Regions from separate parts of the Sus scrofa genome. Here all the other regions are linked to region 3. The links are chromatin contacts, called in public Hi-C maps. All regions are on one chromosome and are shown on one strand. Each heading gives the region's core, a stretch centred on a gene start, on an enhancer-like site or on the middle of the called end of the contact. The rest is flanking DNA. Distances are from core to core; before and after follow the strand shown. Region 1 overlaps LOC106508433 (a long non-coding RNA gene). Region 2 has its middle 52 kb from the start of GLRX. Region 3 overlaps LOC106508433 (a long non-coding RNA gene).

Evidence for each region. Hi-C and Micro-C count contacts between places; a contact is called where the count stands out from the background.
Region 1: a Hi-C map of liver shows a contact between it and region 3, with 8 times the contacts expected there. The contact joins two enhancer-like sites. A contact is called at or near these places in 4 of 47 Hi-C or Micro-C datasets (liver and skeletal muscle).
Region 2: a Hi-C map of liver shows a contact between it and region 3, with 2.8 times the contacts expected there. The contact joins two enhancer-like sites. A contact is called at or near these places in 5 of 47 Hi-C or Micro-C datasets (liver and skeletal muscle).

Annotation. Positions count from the first base shown.
Region 1 is chr2:102,876,397-102,880,976 of Sscrofa11.1, reverse strand. The region is part of intron 6 of LOC106508433 (a long non-coding RNA gene); the gene reads right to left. Among named protein-coding and RNA genes, the nearest start is that of PCSK1, 170 kb to the left of the region's middle. Within about 2 kb of position 1,871, at least 8 of the 83 cell types and tissues checked have an H3K27ac peak or open chromatin away from gene starts, as enhancers often do. A contact at or near this core is called in liver, where this site is marked.
Region 2 is chr2:102,487,344-102,491,927 of Sscrofa11.1, reverse strand. No RefSeq gene overlaps it. Among named protein-coding and RNA genes, the nearest start is that of GLRX, 52 kb to the right of the region's middle. Within about 2 kb of position 1,892, at least 37 of the 83 cell types and tissues checked have an H3K27ac peak or open chromatin away from gene starts, as enhancers often do. A contact at or near this core is called in liver, where this site is marked.
Region 3 is chr2:102,622,159-102,626,716 of Sscrofa11.1, reverse strand. All of the region lies in intron 3 of LOC106508433 (a long non-coding RNA gene), which reads right to left. Among named protein-coding and RNA genes, the nearest start is that of ELL2, 33 kb to the right of the region's middle. Within about 2 kb of position 3,271, at least 9 of the 83 cell types and tissues checked have an H3K27ac peak or open chromatin away from gene starts, as enhancers often do. A contact at or near this core is called in liver, where this site is marked.

The sequences.
Region 1 (4,580 bases), core at 622-3,121, 260 kb before region 3:
ACAAAGCAAACAAGTAAGCAAAACCCTCTGAGCAGCCAGAATACACATGATTCCCCTCCCTTCCCAAAGCTGGACAGTTACTCCCAGGAGAGACCACCAGATCTTTGCCCAGAATCCAGCTCATTCTAATCAAGACCTAGTTCTCAGCAGTTTAGCTATGTGGTACTACAGCCCACAAAGATTAGAAACAGAAGTATGAAGGGATGTGTACTGCCTAGGCAAACATACTGACAGCAGTACAGAAACAGCTGGTCTTCAAGGAAAGGGCAGAGCTAATGGCAGCACACAGGCAAACCAAAACCAGTAAGAACAATATAAGATATAAATGCAGGAGAAAATGATCTATCTACTTCAACAACTTCCTTAATATATTGCATAGCACAGTAGAGTAAATCATATTGTAACGATAATTCTGAATCATCAAGAAACATACATGGGATACGCAATGATGGAAAATAATATTTAAGTATATATATATATGTATGTATAGCTGAGTCACTATACAAAGTATTGAAAAAGATTCAATACTTTGCTTATGAAAGCAGAGAAGTTTTAACACTTTTTTTAAAATTTTAAGCATCTCAATAGGTAAAGTTCCATTTTCTGGAACCTCCACGAATTACTGACAGTTTTATGTGCCAATATTTATCTTTAACGTACATGATCACTAGCCACCTAGTAACTGGCCAGGGCAAAGCCAAACAAGAAAATGGGAAAGTGGATGAAAATGTCAAATTCAGATTTTACTGCACAGCAAAGTGAAGGATTTGAGAGGAATGGATGGAGTCTTAAAAAAAGGCAAATGTATTGAGAAACTTGCCCTGAAGATAGGACTAATCTTCCAGAACACACTGGTGGCCGTTCTTGTGCCATATGTGGCAGCAATGCAGGTTGAAGGAGGGAGGGTGGTTCCTTCTTCACAAAGGACTTAGAAAGGTAGTGTGGAATCAGAGCTGATCTTCAGGTTACCTGTTAAGAAGGCAGAGTTCCAGGATATGCTAGTTTGGCATATTTGGCTGGATCCCCAGAGTCTGCATTTTTTCAATCTCAGCCAAGTCTAGAACCATGACTTGGACAGTTCTGCCACCTCCACCTGAGGGATCCTAGTCCAAAGGGCCATTGGTGCTGCTTCCGGGATACACTCCTGTTCAGTTCAGCCTGGCTTCCCCTGTGAACATACAGAGCTCACCCTCTCCCACCGGAGCCTGGTGAGATTCCTAGCCAGTACCCAGAGGCGTTCCAAGAGATTAAGACAGAATGAGAAACATAAAACTAGCCATAACTTTATTATTATTATTATTATTATTATAAGGTAGTTGATCTCCACCCACCACCATCAATAACAAGTGTTTGAAAAGAAATTAAATGTAGACTGGATATTTTACTATATCAAAAGAAGTTATAAGAACAATGAATTTTTTTTTTTTTTACGTTTCTTTAGGAAGCTGACACTAGTGGTCAGAATGTTCCAACTCTAACCACTTTCTAACCTTCTGCCACTCTGTTTAGTATAATAAAAGCTCACTCTTAGGTACTGCTTAGCCTGTTTGGTCCGGAATCATTTATTGAGGCATTTGTACTCTCTAGCCAGCTTCATTCTTTCATGAATTTCTTTTATTTTCTTTTATGAATTTAATTTTCCATAGAAATATTATAGTCCTCACCTAGTGCAGACTTTTCAAATACTCACATAGACCAGGTCTTTAAAATTAAAATAAAATGAATCATTAGTAATGAATTTGAATATGCAAAACCTTCCAGCATAGGTAGAAACAAAGCCTGGCAATACTTGTTTGGTATTGCAGCTGCTGGAGTATCTATCTACTCATTACCTTTATGGTTTTTTTCCATTACATGGAAAGCAAACAGTGATATCTCTGAGCACACAGAAAATTTCTTCTGCACAAACTAAGTAAACTCTACTGTCAATGGGGGCAGCTTGTTTAACCTTTTCCCTTCTATTGCTAAATAGGAGTAGGATGTAGTATGAGACTGAAGGGAGGAAAAAATTAAAATTTACAATACTCTGCATCTTTCTGCAAGATCCTCATTATGAATGCTAGAAGAGGTAAGAATAATGTAGTTTCCAGGTTGGTCTACAGATGCTATGAAAGTTTCTGCACAATTATTAAATTCTAGTTCCTTAGAGACCAGAATTGTGGCTATTCATCTCTGGTCCTATACAGGTGTGTCTAAGATATTAGAAGCAGGATTAGCATACTTGGGATTCTACTCGGTTTCTACAATTTCCTATATCTCTTCATCAAGTAACACCTTTTACATTATTACTGCATAGAAATACCCTCAAAATAAGTGAGCTAAAATTCTCTATAACTTAGAAAGGTTTCTAAACATACCATAATATGAATATATGCTAGATGAGGAGGGTAGACAGGGATTAGGGGAACAAGGGAAAATGAGATTTTTTTGGAGTCAAAATAAATTTTGAGTGGGCTATCTGAACAAAGATGAAAAATAGCTATTATCCTTTACCTTGCCTAGTAGACATATTTTAGGTTTAATCTAAATAATCTACAAAGTTTCTCCTTCCACATGCTATTTTGCCATTCCCACTTCTTAGAGTATATCCTCCAAGGTTATATTTACATACATTCATGGAGATTTACATAGTAACTCCATAAATATTTAACGAAAGAATGAATAAACAGCATTTAAAATTTTCAACTTAACATCCCGAGTGTGCCATTACAGAGGGAGAGTGCAGGCTTTTCAGTGAGTAGAACTGGACTAGAATTCTCGTCAGCTGCTAACCAATGGACAAGCCTCATTCAGCCTCCCTATCCATAAAATGAGGTTAATACTATTTGCAGAGTTACTATAAAGATTAAAAATAAGATCTGTAAATCTCTAAGCACAGTGTCTGACATATATAATTTTTATGGTGACAAGGAGTTTTCTTTAAAAATTAATACTACTATGAGCATATTGATTTTCATTATTTTGCATGTCCCAACTTTTTCTATGTCAGATAATCCTACTATGATTTTATTATTTTGCCTGAAATAATTTTCCAGAGCAGTAGAGCATCATATTCAGAAGGAATGAGAAAAAACACTCCAAGGTAAATATAAATGATTTTCTAAATTTCAGAATATTACTTCATTCTAGTGTTTGGAGCTCTGCTGAGAATTTCTCTTTAACCATCAAGATTCTTGGATTGCAAGGAGAGAAAGTTGAATCAAAATTAGTTTATCAGAAGGATACAGGGTAGCTCATAGAATTGCAGGAAATGCTTTATAATCTGACCTTGGAGGAACTGACAAACTAGGTCACTCTGGGAATCGAAGCAAAGAAACTAGGAGTGTGTCTTAGGGCAGCCAGGCAGAATGTTTCAACTCTAATCACTTTCTAATCTTCTGTCATTCTGCTTCAAAATAATAAAAATTCACACTTGTATATTGCTAACCCTGTGCCAGTAAAGCTTCTAAGTACTTTCCATGTATTAACTCACTTAATCCTCGCAGCAGTTTCATGAGACGGGTAATTCCCAGGAATAAACAAAGTCCATCAGTATAGCTTGAGTTTTGTTCCCATGTATTGGGTCAGAAGGTACCTCATTTGATAGCCCCACCAAGACAAGATGGAATAGTGAAAGGCCAGGGTAATTTTAGCAACATAAGGGTTAAATGAGGCTGGGCAGACAAAAATCCCCAAATGTCTACTACATTTGATAAAACCCATATGCCTGGCTCTGAAAGATCCATGTCTCTATTTCTGGTTGGCAAAATATTTTCTATCAGTGATATGCACTGACTAGCATTTGGAAAGTTTAAAAATAAAATGCTTATCCTTCAGAAATGGAAGTTATACTCTGTTTTCTATTATATGTGTGCATAGAAATATAGCAGTACTTAAAATGAATACATGATTGCATGCTGATTCCAGTTATTAATAAAATGAAAAATCATACATACATATAACAAAAAATACTTAAAAGTAAATTGTAATTTAGTCAAGTTTAACTTTCCTGACTCCGCTAAGTCTAGGAGCCATAGAAAAGAGGAAATTCTCCCTCCATTACCCCAGGATTAGTGAGATAAACATTCTCCCAGTCTCTTATAAGCTCCTGGTAAAATAATTCCTTCATTGAGTTACTCAAATAAATAAGACTACCACTGCCAGAAAGAAAAAGACATTCTATTATCCTCAGTATTTCCATTTTCAAAAGACAATTCTGATATTTGACCTGGAAAAGAAAAAAATGACAGTTGCTGCCAATAAACTAGCATATAATTATAATGAGGTTCCTTCAGGAGGGTAGGGGCCATATTTTATTCATCATTATATCCATTATACTTAACATAGGGACTATACTTTGAAGGAATGAAGTCAAAAGTTTTTCTACAAATGAAGGAATAAATAGTTGAACTTATTCAAGAGTAGTCCCAAATTTTTTTCCTAATCAGAACTGGTCATTATAACCATTTGATATATCTAGAAATATGAAGAAACCTCAACGTTTTCAGCATACAAAGAATAATACAAAAGTCACATAACAGCAGTTAGTATTCTTTAAGCTCAAGATGATATTCATTCTTTGTTTAGTCATTAGCTGTTCT
Region 2 (4,584 bases), core at 643-3,142, 130 kb after region 3:
AACACATGCTGTGGCTGTGGCGTAGGCTGGCGGCTACAGCTCAGATTAGACCCCTAGCCTGGGAACCTCCATATGCCACTGGTGCGGCCCCAGAAAAGACAAAAAAAAAAGTTAAAAAGAAAACAAAAATCAAAAAACACAACACAGTGTTTGTGAGGATGCAGATTCAATCCCTGGCCTCACTCAATGAGTTAAGGATCTGGCGTTGCCGTGAGCTGTGGTGTGGGTTGAAGACACAGCTCGGATCCCGCGTTGCTGTAGGCTGGCAACTGGAGCTCCAATTTGACCCCTGGCCGGGGAACTTCCACATGCCTCAGGCGCAGCCCTGAAAAAAAGAATGAGAATTCTAAGTTGTCATTCTTAGCTCCCCATATAGGTTGGCCTTATGTAGTATTTACATGTTCAGAAGTATGTCATGTAGAAATTCAAGCGAAACTTGAAAAACATTTTCTGGCAGGAAGCCCAGGTGGGGTTGTTCATGGAGACAATGATGACTGGACCAGGCGTGGGAGGGAGCAAGACGCATAGATGAGGCAATCGGCCTGGAGCTTTTTTAACACGTAGACAAGAATGTAGACAGTGGATTAGGGCAGAATTTTGATTCTTTCATTTCCTTCATATGTTTCACTGAGTGAAGAAGGGTAGAAGTTGACAAAAATCTCAAACAACCAATCTGTCCCAAGTTGGTGTTGCCCTTTAAAAAAAAAAAAAGTGCTTATGAAATACTTGAATCTCCTCAGTACAAATACAACGGGTGAACTAAAAATTCAAGTAATGGCCCAAGGGGCGGGGAAGTGTAATGTTGACTCTGATTTACAGAAAGTGAATCTGACTCATGGCAAAGTCCTGCAATTTCACATGAACTCACGCTGCCTGTAAACGTCCCGGAATCAATGGTGAGCAAATGTCAACTCTGGCCCGGCAGGCAGAAGCACTTTGTTTTCCGTTCTGCGGAAACGCCAAATCCCATCTCTCTGACAAAGGTCCGCGTCAGGCCGCTGTGTCATCAATTGCGTTCGCCAAGGCAGCGGCTCTACGTGAGCGGGGACCACTTCCCGACTTCTTGGTATCTTTTGAGCCTGCCGGGGAGCTAAGACTGGCGGGCCAGGCCTACGCGGGACGCAGCGCCACCTGCTGGAAGCCGAGTGATGGAGCAGCAGACTGGAGTTGACCGCGGAGACCAAAAAGTCCTGTTGGCGCTTTTGGCTTTGAGGCAACAGCCGGGCCCTGCCGAGAAGGAGAACCAAAACATTATAGCAGAAATAGGCACCCTTTATCCAAACCTGTCCTCGAGGCTACACACCATCCTTTCCTCACCATAGAATGTGGGTGGTGTGTGTGCATGTGTGTGTGTGTGTGTGCATGTGTGTGTGTGTGTGCATGTGTGTGTGTGTGTGTATGCATGTGTGTGTGTGCACGCGCGCGTGGAGGCACAGCCAGGTTGCATATTCAGGTGTGTCTGCACTGACCTCCCAGAGGTAGGTAAAGCGGAATCATCTTCGTCCCCCTTGCTGGATCTGTAAGCACATCCACAGTTGACAGAGACTTTTACATAAAATATCCCAGTTAATCTCCCACTACTCTGTACAAATAGATAAAACAATCTCTATGGAACGAGCTGCCAGCTCCCTGGCTCTCCTAGTAGAATTACTCATAACCTAACCACGTTTGAGGATGACAGCTAACTAATGAGCTTTCCCCTCTTGTCAAAAGACTTGGCCCACATGGAAACAAAGGCTGTCACAATCCCCCAGCCAGGCAGGACTGGCTGTCATCGTGGAGATCAAGGGCTGACTCCTAAATGAAGTAAACTCCAGCCAGCTGTGGGAGGGAGCAGCCTGCAATCAAACCTCAGCGGCTTCCAGGCGGCTGGTAGTGGGCATGTCAGGAAACTCAGACAAGTCAGCCTGTGGGGGTTTTTGCCAGAACCTCATTGGCTCTTCAGAGATGTGCTCACGTATGTCACAATCATGAGGTGACCTTCCCTGCCTAAGAGGTTACTGACCTCGATCCATGGACATTTGTGGAAGCAGGAGACCTGAAAGACAAAGCAAAGGTGTTGGAGGAAGGGCGATACTGCTTTGGCAACGTGGACATGTTTGCTGATGGTGCTAGGAGCACCAGTGACCCAACACATTGATCCTTTGGGATTTTCCTGGCGACCAAATAAACACTATAGTATCTTGAGAGCTTCCTTATGCCAGGCAGTAGGTGCCTTACCTTTGTGGGTTTTGTTGTTGATGCTTTGTTTGTTTTCATATAATCTTTACAACTGCTCTATAAGATATGCACTATGATCAACCTTGTTTTACAGATTTGGAAACCGAGGCCCAGAGAGGTTAAGAGGTCTGCCTAAGGTTACACAGCTCAGAGGAGTCCAAGGCAGGACCGAAGCCCAGTTCTCTTTGGCTGGAAAACTATGATCTTAACGTTTGCTCTACTGCTTTTCAGCTGTTAGTGCCCTACTCGGCCCTAAACTAGAGTATATTTTTCTGGTCATTTATGGCCCCAAGTGACTCATCAGCCACATGATCACACCACTCATTTTCACTGCCCCCATCTCGGGCAAAAAAGCAGGGCCTGAGGAAAGAGCTTTCATCCACTTTGTTTTGAGCCAGGGCAACAGACTGGGATCGGTTGGAACAAACAGTTCTGGGTCAGAGGTCAGGGGACAGACTGGCCTCTGACAGCAAAAACAAACAAGGCCTCCCAGGGCCATGAGAGGACCTACAGGCGGAGCTCGCCTGGGCATCTCTGAAGGGGAGGCACCGGGTCCGAAGGGCGGCTGGGGCCCTTCTCAGGGGGATGAGGAAAGCAGCATTGTGGACTGGGCCACATACCAGTTGTGGAACACAGGGCAGGCGCAAGGAACCACACATGGCAGCACCATCTCTGAGGACTTGGGAGAGGCTAGCTTTGCCCTGTGCAGGAGCAAAAATGCCCTCCGCACCGAGCTGCAGGCAGACATGCTGTCCTGCTCCAGGCTCTGCAGAGGCTGAGTTGGCTGGTTATCGCTTCCACAACAACAACAAAAACCAAGTACTATTATCTCATAAATGCTGTCGTGCACTTATACGAAAACTGGCAAAGAGATGTTGCCAGTCTTTTGCCCTTGAGTGAAAACCTTCTGGACAGCGTGACAGTTTTTTCTGGGAGGCAATGTGACCCGGCTGGGTAATCCGAGTGACATGTTCCTTACAGCCATCCCATACGGCTGGAGTTCACATCCACTAACGCCAATGCTTATTTCCCCATGAAGCCAACCAGTCCTAAAGGCAACAGAAAACAGTGCCAGATGTCCACCTAGAGGCTGGGAGGGAGCAGATGGGTGGGCGTGAGAGGGCTGTGATGCTGAAGCACAGCCTACCTGGGAGGAGCCAGGAAGCTGGGACCCAGCCACTCTCCCTGCTCCCTGGCCTCCAGGGAAGGCCCATCCCCCTGCCACTGGGGCAGCCACGCGGAAACTGGTGCTTGCGAGGTGGCACCATCCCCAAGCCTTCAGACAAAAGGCTTTTGTCTGGGAGGTGCTGGGGGACGCCACACAGCACCGATTCTTCCTAAATTGATTTTTTTTTTTTTCCTGAATGTTATCTTGTTCATGGAAAGCTATTTCCACGAATTGACTGTTAAATATCCCATATGATAAGGGAAATACCATCAGCGCTATGACTGGAGGGGAATGGTGAAGTCTAGGCTGGTGTATGCCGGGGTGTTTTTGAGTTCATCAACACGTAGAGGCAAGATAATAAGGTAAAAGAAGGCTTGTTAGGCTCTGATGCAAAAAAAAAAAAAAAAAAAAACAGAGAAAAACAGCTGTGTGCTGAAGTATATTCCAGTTGGACAACATAACAGAGAAACGGGGACCTAGTGGGTATGACACTGTTGTGATGGATGCATGATCTTATGCATTGGTCAAAACCCGTGGAACTGCTCAACCCAAAGAGTGAACTTAGTGTAAATGATGAACCTTAATAACAGTGCTTCTCTATGGCTTCATCAATGGTAACAGCCGTGGCAACTGATGCAGGAAGGTAGTAACAGGGAGCTGAGGGCAGCCAAGGAGCGTATATGGGAAATATTTTTACTATCTGCTCAATTTTTCTTCAATCCTATTGTCCTTTCAAAAATGAAATCTGGGAGTTCCTGTTATGGCGCAGTGGTTAACGAATCCGACTAGGAACCATGAGGTTGTGGATTCGATCCCTGGCCTTGCTCAGTGGGTTAAGAATCTGGCGTTGCTGTGAGCTGTGGTGTAGGTTCCCCCGTTGCTGTGGCTCTGGTGTAGGCCGGCGGCTACAGCTCCGATTTGAGCCCTAGCCTGGGAGCCTCCATATGCCGCGGGAATGGCCCAAGAAATAGCAAAAAGACAAAAAAAAAAAAAAAAGAAAGAAAAGAAAAGAAAAGAAAAAAGAAATCTGCCACTTTTGTTAATTGAAAATGAATTAAGTAAGAGTTCCCATTGTGGCACAGCAGAAACGATTCCAACTAGGAACCATGAGGTTGCAGGTTCAATCCCTGGCCTCAATCAGTGGGGTAAGGATCTGACTGTGGTGAGCTGTGATGTGGTGTAGGTCGCAGATGCAG
Region 3 (4,558 bases), core at 2,022-4,521:
AAATCCTAAAAGGTCAAACATGGGATCATATTAAAATCTTGGTAAAAGTATTCAATGTTATCCACAATGTGGTAAAAATGTAGAGTAATATATTTTTAATAGTAATACAGTCTGGTTAATCTTTTGGAACACAAATTCACAAGAGCTTTAAAATTATTGTCTTTGACCTAGTGATTCCACTTCTACCCTATCCAATGAAAATAATGCTAAATAGGGTCAGAGGAAGAATGACCTTATACAAATATTTTCACTAAAACACTATTTATAATGTAAAAATAAAAAACCTGATACTACTTAAATGTTCAATAGGAAATGCAATAATTATATTCATATTCACACAGCCATTTAAAAATTACGTTTATGCATTTAATCTACAACAAAGGAAGCCAAAAATTTTAATGGAAAAGACAGTCTCTTCAACAAGTATCCTAGAAAAACTGGACAACTACACGTAAAAGAATGAAATTAGAACATTCTCTAATACCATGTACAAAAATAAACTCAAAATGGATTAAAGACCTAAATGTAAACTCTGAAACCATAAAACCCCTAGAAGAGAACATACGCAGAACACTCCTTGACATAAATTATAGCAATATATTTTGGATCTGTCTTCTAAGGCAAAAGAAATAAAAGCAAAAATAAACAGGATCTAATTAAACTTTTAACCTTCCACATAGCCAAGGAAACATTAACAAAATGAAAAGACAAACTATAGAATGGAAAAAAAAATTGCAAATGATATAACTGACAATGGTTTAATATCTAAAATATATAAACATCTCATACAACTCACTATCAAAAGCAAACAACCCAATCAAAAAATGAGCAGAAGACCTGAATAGAGACATTTTTCCAAATATGATATACAAATGACAAACAGGCACATGAAGAGATGCTCAATCAACATCACTAATTATTAGGGAAATGCAAGTCAAAACAATAATGAGGTATCACCTCACACCTGTCAGAATGGTGACCATCAAAAAGTCTATAAGTAACAAATGTTGGAAAGAATATGGAGAAAATGGAGTTCCCGCCGTGGCACAGTGGAAACGAATTCAACTAGGAACCATGAGGTTGCGGGTTCCGTCCCTAGCCTCACTCAGTGGGTTAAGGATCTGGCGTTGCCATGAGCTGTGGTGTAGGTCACAGACGTGGCTCGGATTTGGCATTGCTGTGGCTCTGGCGTAGGCCAGCAGCAACAGCTCCAATTAGACCCCTAGCCTGGGAACCTCCATATGCCACAGGGGCAGCCCTAAAAGGACAAAAGACAAAAAATAAATGTGGAGAAAGTGGAACTCTTACACACTGTTAATGGAAATGTAAATTGGTACAGCCACAGTGGAAAACAGTAAAGATGTTCTAAAAACTAGAAATAGAACTACTATAATCCAGCAATTCCACTCCTGGGTATATGTCCAGAAAAAAAATGAAAACATAAATTCAAAAAGACACATGCACCGCAATGTTCATTACAGTACTATTTACAGTAACCAAGATATGGAAGCTGGCCTTTTTTTTTTTTTTTTTTTTTTTTTAACTTTTATAAAAATTTACCTTAACATTGAATTTCTGAGCTAAAAAAAAAAAACAAAAAAAAAACAAAACAAAACAAAAAAAACCCCTTTTACTGGCCACACCCATAGCATGGAGAAGTTCCCAGGGCCAGGGATCAAACCCATGTCATAAAAGAAACTCAAGCCATTGCATTGACAATACCAGCTCCTTAACCCACTTCAACACAAGGAACTCCAGGGGAAAAAAAACTTTAGAAAACGAGTTGACCCCCTGTACTTCACTGATAAGAAAATTTCCTTATCAATAGCAGGCACAGAGAGTTTAAAATATTTAACTAAGTCCACAAAGTGAGTTGGTAGTGCTCTAAAAGCAATTGTCTCCTAACTCTTTGGACACAATATCACATTCTGGTCATTTATTTTGTGTTCCAGGCTCCACTCCCAGGGTTAAGGGGATGACATGGTTCACATGTACAATATTTAATTAAAATAATTTAAAATGTATTAAATAAAACATCTCAAGCAAGCTTAATTTTAATATAAATGCTCTAGACCCTGGAAACTGGAAGGAATTTTAGGGTTGTTTTTCTGATGAATATATCAAATTCAAAATAAAAGTGGAGTTTTATTCTAGAAAGCACTCCAGTTTTGAAATTTAAAATGCCTAATAAGAGCCTATATCTCGTTTTATTTATTAAAAGATCATTATTCCTTAAGCAATGAGGTCCTGCTGTATAGCACTGGGGACTGTATCTAGCCACCCATGATAGAGCATGATAATGTGAGAAAAAAGAATGTATATATGTATGTGAGACTGGGTCACCTTGCTGTACAGTAGAAAAGTGACAGAAAACTGTAAACCAGCTATAAGGGAAAAAAATGAAAATCCTTTTTTAAAAAGTAAAAAAGGTAAATAAATAAATAAATAAAAGATCATTATTCCCTTGTTGGAATTACTAATATTTGTTTGTAGTTGCCCAAACAGAAACGACAGGGTACAATGTGATCTTATGAATCAGGACTTATTCTTTGAACTAGTTCACCTTTACTGCTCAATTCTCATGTGCCAAATGATAGAGGACCAAAATTACTTATTTTTGTCTGCTAAATCATACATAAAAACCTTTAACCTGCTCCCAAACAATTTGCCCTAAACTCTTTCTAAATATAAAAAAAATATTTTTAGTTTAACACTTCATACCATTGGCAGATAACCCAAAGGGAATGTTTAAGGTTACCAGTGCATTTATCTTATCAAAAGTTGTCTGGTCTCTTTGGGCTACTATTTGGATTCCAGTTAATCAGGCCTATTTACTAGTTTAAGAACTTTCAGCAATTAACAGTATGCAAACAGCACCAATCTGCTGTTATTTCAGCTGGGAAAGCAGCTATATGATCCAATATACCAGCTTCCTTACTAAAAATAAATGGTAACACTTTCCACTCCCTGGGGAGTTAGCTTTCAAGTATGTCACACCGTCACACTGCATAACAAAACCAAAGAGTGTGAAACATCTGAATAATTTAAAAAAACCAAAAGACTTGCGATGTTTTCAGATTTAAAAAAATAATAAAGTAGTTTTGCCAACAAAAACATCATTGCAGGAAGACAAAACAAATACAGTGAATTTAAGAGGCAGGCTGTGATCGCTTTTCCTTTAAGAACTACTGCTTTCCTTGCTTGTAAGACTGCTTGGGTATATTAGCAATTTTTAACACAGAGTAATTCAAATCAACAATACATTTGCTCTTCAGACTTTGACACTTCCCCAGCTGCCAGGCCTGTGCTTAACTAAACAAGTACAGTAGTGCAAGTGGAACATTTATGTAACACAGAAACTATAAATGTTCTTTGAGAAACAAAGAAGCCTACTCACTCTAGAAGATATGACAAGGGGCTAAGAGTATTACATTTTAAAACAGAGAAAACTCCCCTGAGGAAGATATGTATTTTAAACTTACTATAGCTAAAATTATCATGTCATCTGTTTACTGACAATAAAATATCATTTCATTTCTCTAAATAATTTTTAAAAATTCACTTAGCATCTATCTGACTTTAGTCACTATACTAAGAAATTTACATATATTCTTTCATTTAATCCTTGAAATAATCCAATGAGATGTAGAGAGTAACATTTATCCTATTTTATAAATAGAGAAACGGAGACTCAACATTAAACACCAAAACATGGTTTGAACTTGTGAGGTCTAACTTTAGTGCCTGAACTCTTACCCACTTCAGGCAAATCAAAGTGACACTAAAGACCAAGATCCTGTTGTGGCTCAGTGGTTAACAAATCTGACTGGGAACCATGAGGTTTTGGGTTCGATCCCTGGCCTCACTCAGTGGGTTGAGGATCCAGCATTGCCATGAGCTGTGGTGTAGGTCGCAGACGTGGCTTGGATCTGGCGTAGGCTGGCAGCAACAGCTCTGATTAAACCCCTAGCCTGGGAACCCCCATGTGCCACAGGTGCCCTAAAGAACAACAACAACAAAAAAAAAGAACAAGATTTAAAAAAAAAATTTTTAATGACACTAAAGAAATTTTAGAGTAGAAGAGATGTCAAAATACCTGAAATAAACATTGCTGATAATAAAATCATAAAACAATCCTATCTACGGCCCTTCTTTTCCACTGACAAGTATGTAGTGATTCCCTTCCCAGTGCTCTTTCCTCCCCCTTCTGCCATAACACACTTGCACACACACGCACCCATGCACACACTTGCACGTGCACGCACACACACAACTTCACTAATAGTGCCTATGGTAGTAAAAAAAATAGAGCAGGAAAAAGTTAATGTTCTACCTCAAAAAATGGACTAAATACTAAGTGTGACCTCAGAACTTGTTGGGTAGGGAAGGGAAGAGAGATCCTTATTGGAACAATCGATTAGATGTTCCCACTTGTTTGTTTACTTCTAGGTAAACGCATTTACAGGTATATAGGAGCAAGAAAAAAAGTCTCCACAGAAGAGCTGGATCCTGGATTTCCTTCACTTCTCTGCTCAAGACAAAAGGTCTGCTCTTTACC